2 separate regions of the Arachis hypogaea genome follow, and region 1 is linked to region 2. The links are chromatin contacts, called in public Hi-C maps. All regions are on one chromosome and are shown on one strand. Each heading gives the region's core, a stretch centred on a gene start, on an enhancer-like site or on the middle of the called end of the contact. The rest is flanking DNA. Distances are from core to core; before and after follow the strand shown. Region 1 holds the start of LOC112790258 (aldehyde dehydrogenase family 2 member C4). Region 2 has its middle 17 kb from the start of LOC112790257.

Evidence for each region. A called contact is a pair of places that touch in the nucleus more often than the background predicts.
Region 1: a Hi-C map of an unstated tissue shows a contact between it and region 2, with 4 times the contacts expected there. The contact joins the promoter of LOC112790258 here to the enhancer-like site in region 2. A contact is called at or near these places in 3 of 8 Hi-C or Micro-C datasets (leaf and an unstated tissue).

What each region holds. Positions count from the first base shown.
Region 1 is chr3:35,212,491-35,217,824 of arahy.Tifrunner.gnm2.J5K5, reverse strand. LOC112790258 (aldehyde dehydrogenase family 2 member C4) reads right to left here and starts at 2,607. Exons shown (of 8, transcript XM_025832572.3): 1 at 2,119-2,607; 2 at 680-822. The coding sequence starts at 2,215. It overlaps LOC112790259 (aldehyde dehydrogenase family 2 member C4), which reads right to left. Exons shown (of 9, transcript XM_025832573.3): 3 at 4,745-5,128; 4 at 4,195-4,284; 5 at 3,931-4,104; 6 at 3,523-3,660; 7 at 3,274-3,411; 8 at 3,136-3,197; 9 at 2,673-3,058. The coding sequence ends at 2,785.
Region 2 is chr3:35,131,153-35,136,744 of arahy.Tifrunner.gnm2.J5K5, reverse strand. No RefSeq gene overlaps it. Among protein-coding and RNA genes, the nearest start is that of LOC112790257, 17 kb to the left of the region's middle. Within about 2 kb of position 3,529, at least 3 of the 3 cell types and tissues checked have open chromatin away from gene starts, as enhancers often do.

The DNA.
Region 1 (5,334 bases), core at 1,358-3,857, 82 kb before region 2:
TATAAAATAGTAATATATAATTTTGTATATATATTAATGTTCTTAATTATTTAAACTTTTATAATTATTTTGATGTAGGATATAAATAAAAAATTTATAATTAATAGATAAATAATATATTAAATTTATTTTACTAATATTTTTAATATATATAAATTATAATTTATTAATATAGAATTATAGATTATGTTTCTATTATTTGAACCAATTCGTGAGCTTTCGTTGAGTCGAATTTGAGCTTACGAAATAGGTTCGATTGTTAATGAGTCGTGAGCTGAACTTGAATTTGGTCTAGTTCGACTCAACTCGACTCACTTCCAGCCATAATTGTAGCAAACTTAATGTTTACACATTTCTACAATAATCAAGTACGTTTTTTAATGAATATTCAGATAATTAATATAAAAAAATTATTTTATATATAATATATAAAAATTAAATTTTAAATTTTTGATTCAAAAATATTAGACACTAATATTTTTTATTAATATTAATTAAAACTTTAAATTAATATTTATTTTTAAAATTTAAAATAAAAATATATTTATTAGTTAAATATTAATAAAAAATAACAAATTTTGTTAACCACCCGAATTTACAATTACGTGTTGGTTCTCTATACAGTAGTAGTTCACTAGTTCTAGAAGAAATAACAGAAGAGGGATAAAAAGGTCCGTACAATTCCGGTCATGCGGGGCCATGGACCTGTGTCAAATGCCTCACGCGCCACTGCAACAGCAGCATCAATGTCTTCTTTGGTTCCCTCACTGATCTTCACTATTACCTCTCCTGTTCTCGGATCTATTGTCTCAAATGTCTTCCCTGTTTGTTTTGTATAGCAAAATACAAAATTATTATTTAAAGGTAAAGAACTATTTTCATATAGAATTATTAGTTAAAAAATATTAGATGATTTAATATATTTTATTAAATTATTATATAATAATGTTTAATTAATAATTTTATATAAAAACATCTGTACATAAATTCTACTTTATTTAACACAATATTAAATCTATTTTGTATTACTTATGACAATGAAGTCTAGCTAAATTTTGATTATCTTTAAATATGTCATTTAAATTCTTTACTATTAATTTAATACACAAGTTGATTATATATTGTGTGCTTTATATAAATATATTATATTATAGAGAGGAGAAAAAAATTAGAAAAAATAATATGTTGGTGCAATTAAATAAGGGAGTCATTCACGTAAAGATGTTTAAAACATTTTTTTTAAAAAATATTTTTTTAATAATTAATATTCAACCTATATAATCGATCAAATTGTGTTATTTTTGTCAAAATTAGATAAAATAAATCGATTTGACCAAAAAATCGATAAACCAAATCTTGAGTCGATTTAAATTAATATTTTTTATAAAAATAACTATAATACTCTTATTATAGAAAATAACTTAAAATATTTCTACTATATATTTTAAAATTCTAAATTCTAACCTTTCTCTTCTCTTTATGGCATCATAGAATTAGAATTTAAGATTTTCAAAATTAATATATATATAATAAAAAATATTTTAGTAATTTTTTATAATAAGAATATTATAATCATTTTTTATAAAAAAATAAATTAATTTAGATCGGTTCAAGATTTGATTTATCGATTTTTCAGTCAAATTGATTTGTTTGGTCTAATTTTGACAAAATAGTACAGTTTGATTGATTATATAAGTTAAATTTTAATTATTAAAAAACGTCTTTAGAAAAAGACGTTCTAAGCGTCTGAGTGACTCCCATTAAATAAAGTATCATTAATTTGGAAGCCACCTCCTAAAACTGAGGTACATATAATACTTTATCTTTTTTTTTATTTTTTAAAGGAATGAAGCATAAAGATGTATATACATCGGATGAAATACAAGAAGTGAAAAGATCGAAGAAAGCAATGAGTTATCTCTCAAATGATATAGTATTCTCATATTCACTTAAAAAGTGACGAGTTCGAGTCTCTTTATTTTTTATAAAAACAAAAAAAGAAAAAATTAAAGAAAAAAGGGATAAAATTGAAAACAAAAAAAAAAAGGAAAAAGGAACAAAGCTGGTAGTAAAATGAAATGAAGGATCAATAAAAAGGAAGAAAAATAGAGATGGAACCTGATATGGAATCAACAAACTGTCCATTGATGAAGAGCTTAGTAAACTTGATAGTGGGCATCTTGAATAAGGAATCAGAGACACCATTATCAACCATCTCTACTGTAAGGACTCGCCCCCTGTGTGCGCGCGCGTGAGTGTTTTCCTTAATTATTGGAAGCAAAGAAAGAAAAAGAATATAGGATCGTTTTGAGGGGTTATGTACGATGGAAACAAGAGGTCTTATCAATTATTGCTTGCTTGTGGATGGAATTTTGGAAATTAAAGCTTTATATAATAATGCGCGATTCTCGATTTTCACCTACTACTTTATTTCATTTATTTCTTTTATCAAATTTAAACTATTATTGACTAATCATGAATTTGTGGTTTGGTTGAAAAGACTGTTAATAATGTATATGATGGGATTTTAGTAATCTGACATGTTTCCCGCGAGAGGGTTCTGAATCGCTTTATCATTTTGGATTCATAGCATATCACAACATATCTGATTAAAGGCACTTTATGAAACTATATTTTATACGAAGAGAATTGCCGTGCGATACGCAAACTCGGAAAGCAGGAAATAACATATTGAATTATTGATTACCTACTAATGTGATCCTCCTGCCTTATTAAACATAATATAAATGCAGGAGGAGAATTTATATATAGTTTATGTCATATTCAAAGCCAAGGAGAATCGTAAATAGGTGTGACAACAGATTTAACTTGTAGGTATTTGTGAAGTGCATCCAATCCGGAATCTTTTCCAAATCCACTCATCTTATACCCTCCAAAAGGAACATCATCCCCAAACGCAAAGTAGCAATTGATCCAAATAGTCCCTGCACGAATGGACCGTGACATTGTGTTTGCTGTGTCTATGTTCTTTGTCACTATCCCCGCTGCTAACCCATATCTTGTGTTGTTTGCACTCTTAATTGCTTCCTCAATCGTCCTGTTTTTTCAGATCATCAAATATACTTATTGCACTTTTTCCTTAATGATAACGATAGAATTATCTATCTCACTTACTTGAACTTCTTGAGTGCCATCACAGGGCCAAATATTTCATCTTGTGCTATAAGCATATCCTCCTAATTAAACGGCACAGTTGTTAAAATAATTAATTATCTACCTAATTTAAACTCTTGATGACTTAGAATTACTCACCTTCACATCAGAAAAAATTGTTGGTTGAATGTAATAGCCCTTGTTGCCCAGTGTTTTACCCCCAGTCAACAGGGTAGCACCTTGTCTCTTTCCATGTTCAATGTAGGAAAGGACTTTTTCAAATTGGTTCTTGTCAACCTACATTAATTATATCGAAAATAATTAGCCACCAGAGAATTAAGAATCATAATGAGTTAGTGTGTCAATGTGTATATATTGATCGCAAGTCTTAACTAACTAATTAATTACCTGAGGTCCTTGCTGAGATTTAGGGTCAAAAGGATCCCCAACAACCCATGCTTTTGCCTTCTCTACTAGCTTCTTTTCAAATTCATTGTAGATACCTTCCTGAACAAACACACGCGAACTTGCAACACAGACTTCTCCCTGATGGTGTGTGACACGCGGTAAGAAACAGATAAAAGAATTATAGGCAGAGATATAATTCTTATGACTATGCTAAGTATACATCAAAATCAACTATTAAAATGAATCATAATATAAAATATACATTGAAATATAAAATATATATATAAAAAAATAAAAATTACACGTATATTTATACACAACTCTATAATAACTAATTTGATCACTGATTTTTAGTATTCGCATAACATTTTTGTAATTCTTAATTGAAAGCAAATGTATGTTGTTGACCTTGTTAAATAGGATGCCCAAGAGAGCAAGGTCAGCAGCTTTGTCAATATCAGCATCATCAAAGATAATGAGAGGTGATTTTCCTCCTAATTCAAGTGACACTTGTTTCAAGTTGCTCTTTGCTGCAGCTTGCATTATTTCACGCCCTACTTCTGTTGAACCTGTGAAGCTAACCTGAAAATATGTATATTTATTTATTCATTAAATGTTACATACTCAAAACATTGCAAATAATGTGTAACATGTAACTAAACTAGTAATTACTTTATCAATGTCCATGTGTGAGCTTATTGCAGCACCAGCAGTTGGGCCGAATCCGGGAACTACATTAAGCACTCCATCCGGAACTCCAGCCTTCAGAATTGGAAATTATGGTAACAATTAGACAAATGAATATGAAAAAGGATGTTAGCTCTAGCTAGTAGTTTTAATAATAATAATAAAAAACAGAGTAAAATGACAATTAGATTCATGAGAATTTCGACCTCATACTACTTAAGTTTTGAAGAAGAAAAATACTAATTAGATCCTCCATAATAGTAAACAATGGACATGTTATGTCCTTCTGTTTATGGATAATTCAAAACGAAATAGAGTTGCCCATGTGTTTTGTTATCTACATAATATGTCTTGTTGCTACGACATGAGCATGGGACAATACTATCAACTGCTCTCTATTTACTATTATAGAGGATCTAGTTAGTTTTTTTTTCCTTTAGATACTAATTAGTCTAAGGTCGAAATCCTCAAAAATCTAATTATGCCTGGCTGCCTGGACTCTGAAAATAATGTGTAGAATAATAATGGTAGGTACCAGTTTGGCTAGATGAGCATAAAACAGAGCAGAGAGTGGTGTCTGCTCTGCAGGCTTGAGGACCATGGTGCAGCCTGCAGCCAAGGAAGGGCTAACTTTAAGGAAGAACATGGTGGTTGGGAAATTCCATGGAATGATGTGTCCAACAACACCAATTGGTTCCATCAATGTGTATGCATGGAACTGCCCAGACATCTTTAACACCTCTCCATGGATTTTGTCAGCAGCACCAGCATAGTAGCGTAGAGTGTTTGATGCTGTAGGAATGTCCACAGCCTTGCACATATGATACAATTTTCCAGCATCAATGGTATCTAGTGCCGCGAGTTCTTCCACGTTTTCGTCAATTAGTTCTGCCCATTTCATCAAAATCTTTGCTCTCTCCTGATCACCACATACATATATATATGCTTGAAACATTCATGTGGATTCAAAGTAACACATCCAGGGAAATTTATGTTACTGCATCTGCATGCAGTACCGATCATGATTGAGTTTATGTGACAAGTAAAGTTATACTCCCTCGATCCGTCTCATATTAAGTGTCTCTTTTCATTTTAAACATGCAATATGTTGCTTTTTTAAAACAC
Region 2 (5,592 bases), core at 2,280-4,779:
AGTGAAATTGATTAACAGAGAGTAAATTGTATGAAATCTAAAGTGCAGAATGTAAATTGACGGGAACTCAAATGGCAAGAAACTTAAATTACATGAAAGATAAATTGCAGGAAATGTAAATGGGGATTGGGTGCTGGAAAATTAAAGGAAGCAATAAATTCAGAGGCAATTAAAATGAAGATCAACAGAAAGAAAGATTCATTAGAGATTGGAGATATCATAATCCACAATGATCAAATGGGTCTCAACTCCTTTCTCAATCATATGAGTAGATCTATGGCAGATTGAAATTGATTAGATCCCAATTCCTTGGCAACCCAATCTCTCTAATCACAATCAATTTTGCCAATTCCTTGATCCAATTGTCATGAGAAGGGGTTAAGTGCATGTCTCTCATCCATAAGCCATACAAATTCTCAAGACCTCAATTCCTCCCAATAGTGTTGGTCAAGAGAATTGTGAAGGATAGAGCTCCAATTCTAATGCCTATGATTCTCCTTCCAATGTTCACACAAGCATTCAACATATTCAAACTCCCTTCCGGAGTGAATAAGTCTCAATCAAAACAGAGGATATCCTATAGATACCCAAACGATTGAGAAGAAGAAGAAGTTCATTCAATCATGTGAATTATAATAGAGCTCCTCCCCTAATGAAGTGGGGTTAATGGATCATCACTCTAAGAACACTTATAGGAAATGTAAATTGCTTGAAAGTAAATCAATCTCAATGCCAAAGCAAAAGTAAAACTTCAGAAAGGAAAATTGCAGAAGAGAAGTGTAAGAAATTGAAATTGGATAAACTAAACTAAATTCAATACAACTAAAATGTGAAGTGCAGAAAAGAAAATAAAGAAATTCTAAATTAAGCTCTCTGGAGTCTCTAATCCTCCAAGAGAGCTCTGGAGTCTCTAATCCTCCAGCCTCTACTCCTACTCGTACTGATCCGAGCCCTCAAGCCTTCTGAGCCAACCTTTTTAATTCTATGAAACTAATGCCTTTATATAGGCTTTTCTAAATTACAAATTGAAATGAAATTAAAAGTAAATTATAATCAAATAAAAATTAACTATTCTAAATTATTCTTGTGGCCTTGATTGGTTGATAATTATGGGCTTACTTGCTTGCAGTTTAAATAGACTTGGAGTGATGTTAATTAAGCAAAAGATAGACTTCCAGGAGAACGTAGCATTCTTGAGGCGAGCAGAGCGTTCGTACACTCACGCGTATGTGCAACACATGCGTGTGCGTAGATCCGCAAGCTGATTTTTTTCTCGCTTTCTATCGCAAGCGCTCTTGAAGGGGAGAGCGTAGCGCTCTTCATATGAACGTAGAGCGTTCTTGAAAGAGTGCAGCATTCCTTGCTTTATTCACGGTAAGCTTCCTTTTGATTAATGGCCCCATGCTAGAAAATTAAATGGCTCATTGCGTGCATAAGACCATCTCCAGTAGGGAACTCATCTCAGTCCCTATTTATGGCCCACCTGTCATAAAAAGTAACTCCACATCAGCTTTTGCGTTATAAACGGTAAATAGGAACTCAAAGTATCTCTCTCTTCTCCATTAGGAGGAACTAACTTTAGTCCCTATTGTGGTCCCACTTAATTAATTAATTAAAATACTTAAAATTAATGTAATTGATTTTTTTAATAATATTATTTAAATTTATAAATTTAAAATAATTAACTATTAAAAGATATTAATATTAAATAAATTCATATATAACAATAATACACAATATATAATTGTGGATTACACTAATTTATAGTTTTGTGTTTACAACTGCTAATTTTAATAATATTGTTAACATTTTAAATTTTAAAAATAAAAATAACTAACTCAACTAAGAATTATTTTGTAAGGTGTAAAAATTAAATTTATTTTTTAATGTAAGTAAATTTAATTAATTATAATTTAATATAATAATATAAATAATATTTAATATTAATTATGATATAAATAATTAATATAAATTATTAATTAAATAAAAATTTAATTATTTAATATAATTAATTATTATTTAAATAATTAATATAAATTATTTATTAAATAAAAATATAATTATTTAATATAATTTTTATTATAATTATTACTAATTTAATTATTATTTCATTATTTAATATAATTATTTAATTATTTTAGATTTTATATTATTATTTTTTTAAAATAATTTGCCAAATGACAAGTTATTATTGGTTAATTTGAGTCTCTATTTAGAGGAACTCCCTCATCTTGAGACTCGTGCAGGAACTCATTCCTTGTCTCCTCCAATAGTTAGAGTTCCTATGTATCAGAAAAAAGTGAAAGAGGAACTCACCATTGTAGGTGCTCTAAATATTATTAATCGCCTTGCATATTATATTAACGCATGCTTCATGAATTGATGGCGTTAATATCTTCATGCATGCATGCTTTCATAAGCTTTATTTGATTAATTAGTAATGGCAATGTATTACTTAATTAACGCAAAGCTTCATTTGTTCATTCATTGCCAATTGGCATTAATAATTAAATGCATGCATGCTTTAATTATTAATTCAATGATAATGCATGCATAAGGCATTAATGTATCACGTTACTAATGCCAAGGCTTCATGGTTCATGGGCCACGCTTTTGCTCAATTTTTAAAGCGTGTTCCAAAATTCCTCTTTTTTCTTTCTAACCTTAATTTGTGTTTTTTTTGCTTCTTTTTCTATTTATTTTTTACAAAATTTATAAAATCAAAAGATCAAATCAATATACTATTTAAGTATTAAAACACTCAATAATTAAGCATAAAACATTAATTTCTTGTATGAAAAAACATAAAAAAACCTAACATAATGTGCAGTCATCACTAATTAACAAATATTTTAGTTTTCTAATATGAATTCTATAGATACTTTAATATTTTAAACTAGAAATCAAAATTTAAGTTATCATACGAATAAAAAACATCAAAATAAAAACCTTTTTAATCTTTTAATACTGACATCAAAATACCACTTTTTCATAATATCAAAAAAATTCTTTCATTCTTTTTTTAAAATTAATCAAAAGGATATACTTAGTTTTCAACTATTTCATCAATTTGTTACTTATTCTAACAGACCCTTTTATAATTAGGACTACTTTAAAGTAGAATTGTCTAAATTTACATATTTTTTGTACGGTACTAATATATACCATTAAATTGGAATATTCTTCCCTAGTCCTTTAAGAACCAGCTTCAAATTTTCCTACCTTAGACATTTCTTTTAAACAACTTGTTTTGTGCAATGTTTTGCGCTAGGTTCGATCGTGTATGGAGCTTCCGCATTAATTTTTCGGGTATAAAATGAGCAATGGACGTTATTATCAAACCCATTCCACTGGTGTAAAAGCAGCCCAAACCATGCCCAACTAAAGAAATACGAACTACATGTTTAAATTAGCCCAATCTGCCAAAAACAAAAAAAAATTCCACTAATCACTAACATTAGATTCATGCTTGTATTCCTTAGTAATGTGGTTGGGAATTTTGTTGTGCCTACCCTGACCCAGTAGAAGTTTAGTGGGCTTATTTCGGCCCATTCCATCATTCTTGTTTTTTGATAAAGAAGTTGGTTGCCACATGTCAACGTAAATTGAAATTTATTTGCTTTTGTTTGGGCCAACCCTTGTTGTTGGCCATTTTGGGTGGTTGATTCGAAAAATGAAAACGGGATTTCAGTTGGGGAGGTAAGTAGAAAACGAATGTCTGGTAATAGATAAGAGCATCCTCTTCAGTGCACGATATAACAATTGTGAATGTGTGTGACTGTGCTTATCGTAACTGCAGGAGGTGTGTCTAGGGGCATACTCGAGATTTGGAATCGGATTATCTTGTTTGTGTTGGAAAATATATGTCGCCAGCTTGCACTCATCACTCGATAATCCCATCCCAAGAGTTGGCCAGAAGTACATATTAAAGCTTTGCAAAGGAACATTCATGGAGGTCAAAGGAAAAGTCGTTAGCCTCATTCATTGGAAATGGAATATGCATGCTAGACGTGAAGCATTAACATGGGTTATACCAGTGGAATAGTCGGGAGGCTTGAATCCACATTGCTGGTTGACCGGCGGCTCTTGCTGCTAGCAACTTGGCGGATCATTGGGCGCCGTTTGACCCCAATTGTGGGGGGTCTTGGCGGCAGGCAGCTGAGGTTCAGAAGAGGCCGCATTTTCATCGGCATGATTTCCACATGGTCAAGCCGGGGGAGCGTCTCCAGTTTCTGTGTCAGAGGTGTGGAGCTATACAAGCCAGCTAGCTGTGTCATACGTTCAAACTGACTGCACACTGGAAGGCTCCGCATATCCTGCATAAAGTTCGTTACCACATATTAGGGAAAGGAACAAGGCTTTGGATTGAAGACCAATATGAAGTATTTTTACCTTCCCTATTGGACTACCAGGTTGTTCCCCTAGGAGGGCAGCATCGTTGGGGGACGTCTTTGGAGTGCCAATAGCCCAGTGTAGGGAGAAGAACTGTCCTAAACCTAAAGATACTATTAGGGTCGCGGTGGACATTTTACCCTATGTCAAAGGCAACTCTTCTATCACAACAACATCATCTTCTGTGGGGGAGTTAGGAACAAAAATGTCCAACAGTGAGTTGTCCAGGGACTTTGCGGATTGCCTTCCCTTTATCCTCTGAGGATTTCACAGCTGTTGTTGTGCCCTGTTCATGAAGCTTCTCACCATGCCCAGATGGGTGTGCTGTCATTTTTGGCACCTTTTTATTACCACAACGGCCTATGAGATCCGCACCGTCGGCCCCTTCATTTTCCCTATTAGGCCTTGGAATCATCACAATCTTATGGTAGTCCTCATAGTGAGTTTGAATCAAAAGGATCTGAAGGAGCATGCCCTCCGACAAATCCGATTTGGTCTCCAACATTGCTATGCGAGCCTCTACATTGGCAACCTTTAGCTTGATGCCCTGCAGAATGTAGCACACAACCATTCATAGTTTAATACGTAAATTAGGACCCAGATGTGAAGCTCGATGCTTTCATGATCGGGTGGAAAGGGACCTTCCCGCATAAGAAACATGTGTCGCATTTGTATTTAGGGTTTTGCTTTTCAATAAGGTACCGACACATGCTTCGTCACCGGGGTCCAGAAGAACAGAAACCAAAACTCAACGCAGCGGAACACTTCATGGGGTTTCACTCACTGCCACTGCTTGCTGTTAACTCGACATGAGTATAGTAAACACATATACCTACACAATGTTCAAACCATGTAGGGTCTCCACACATAGCTCAGCCAAATCAACTAGGCAGCCAACTAAGCATTTCTCCTCATTTTTGACAACATCAGCACCACCATCGACTGGTTGGAACAGCTACTCCAGCAGAGACTGTTAAGGTATGAACATGAGGTTAGCATGTGAGACTCTTTCAATCGATCTTAAGTCACAAAAAGAGACGCTACCAACCACGACAACACTCTAAGCATTAACTATAGTAACACCAACAACAAAAAAAAAATTAGAAAAGGGAAGTCAACAACACAAACCAGGTCAACACTATGCTCCAAGTTCATGCTGTTATCCTGAATGGTACCAAGGGCATCAAAGGTGTCAACGCG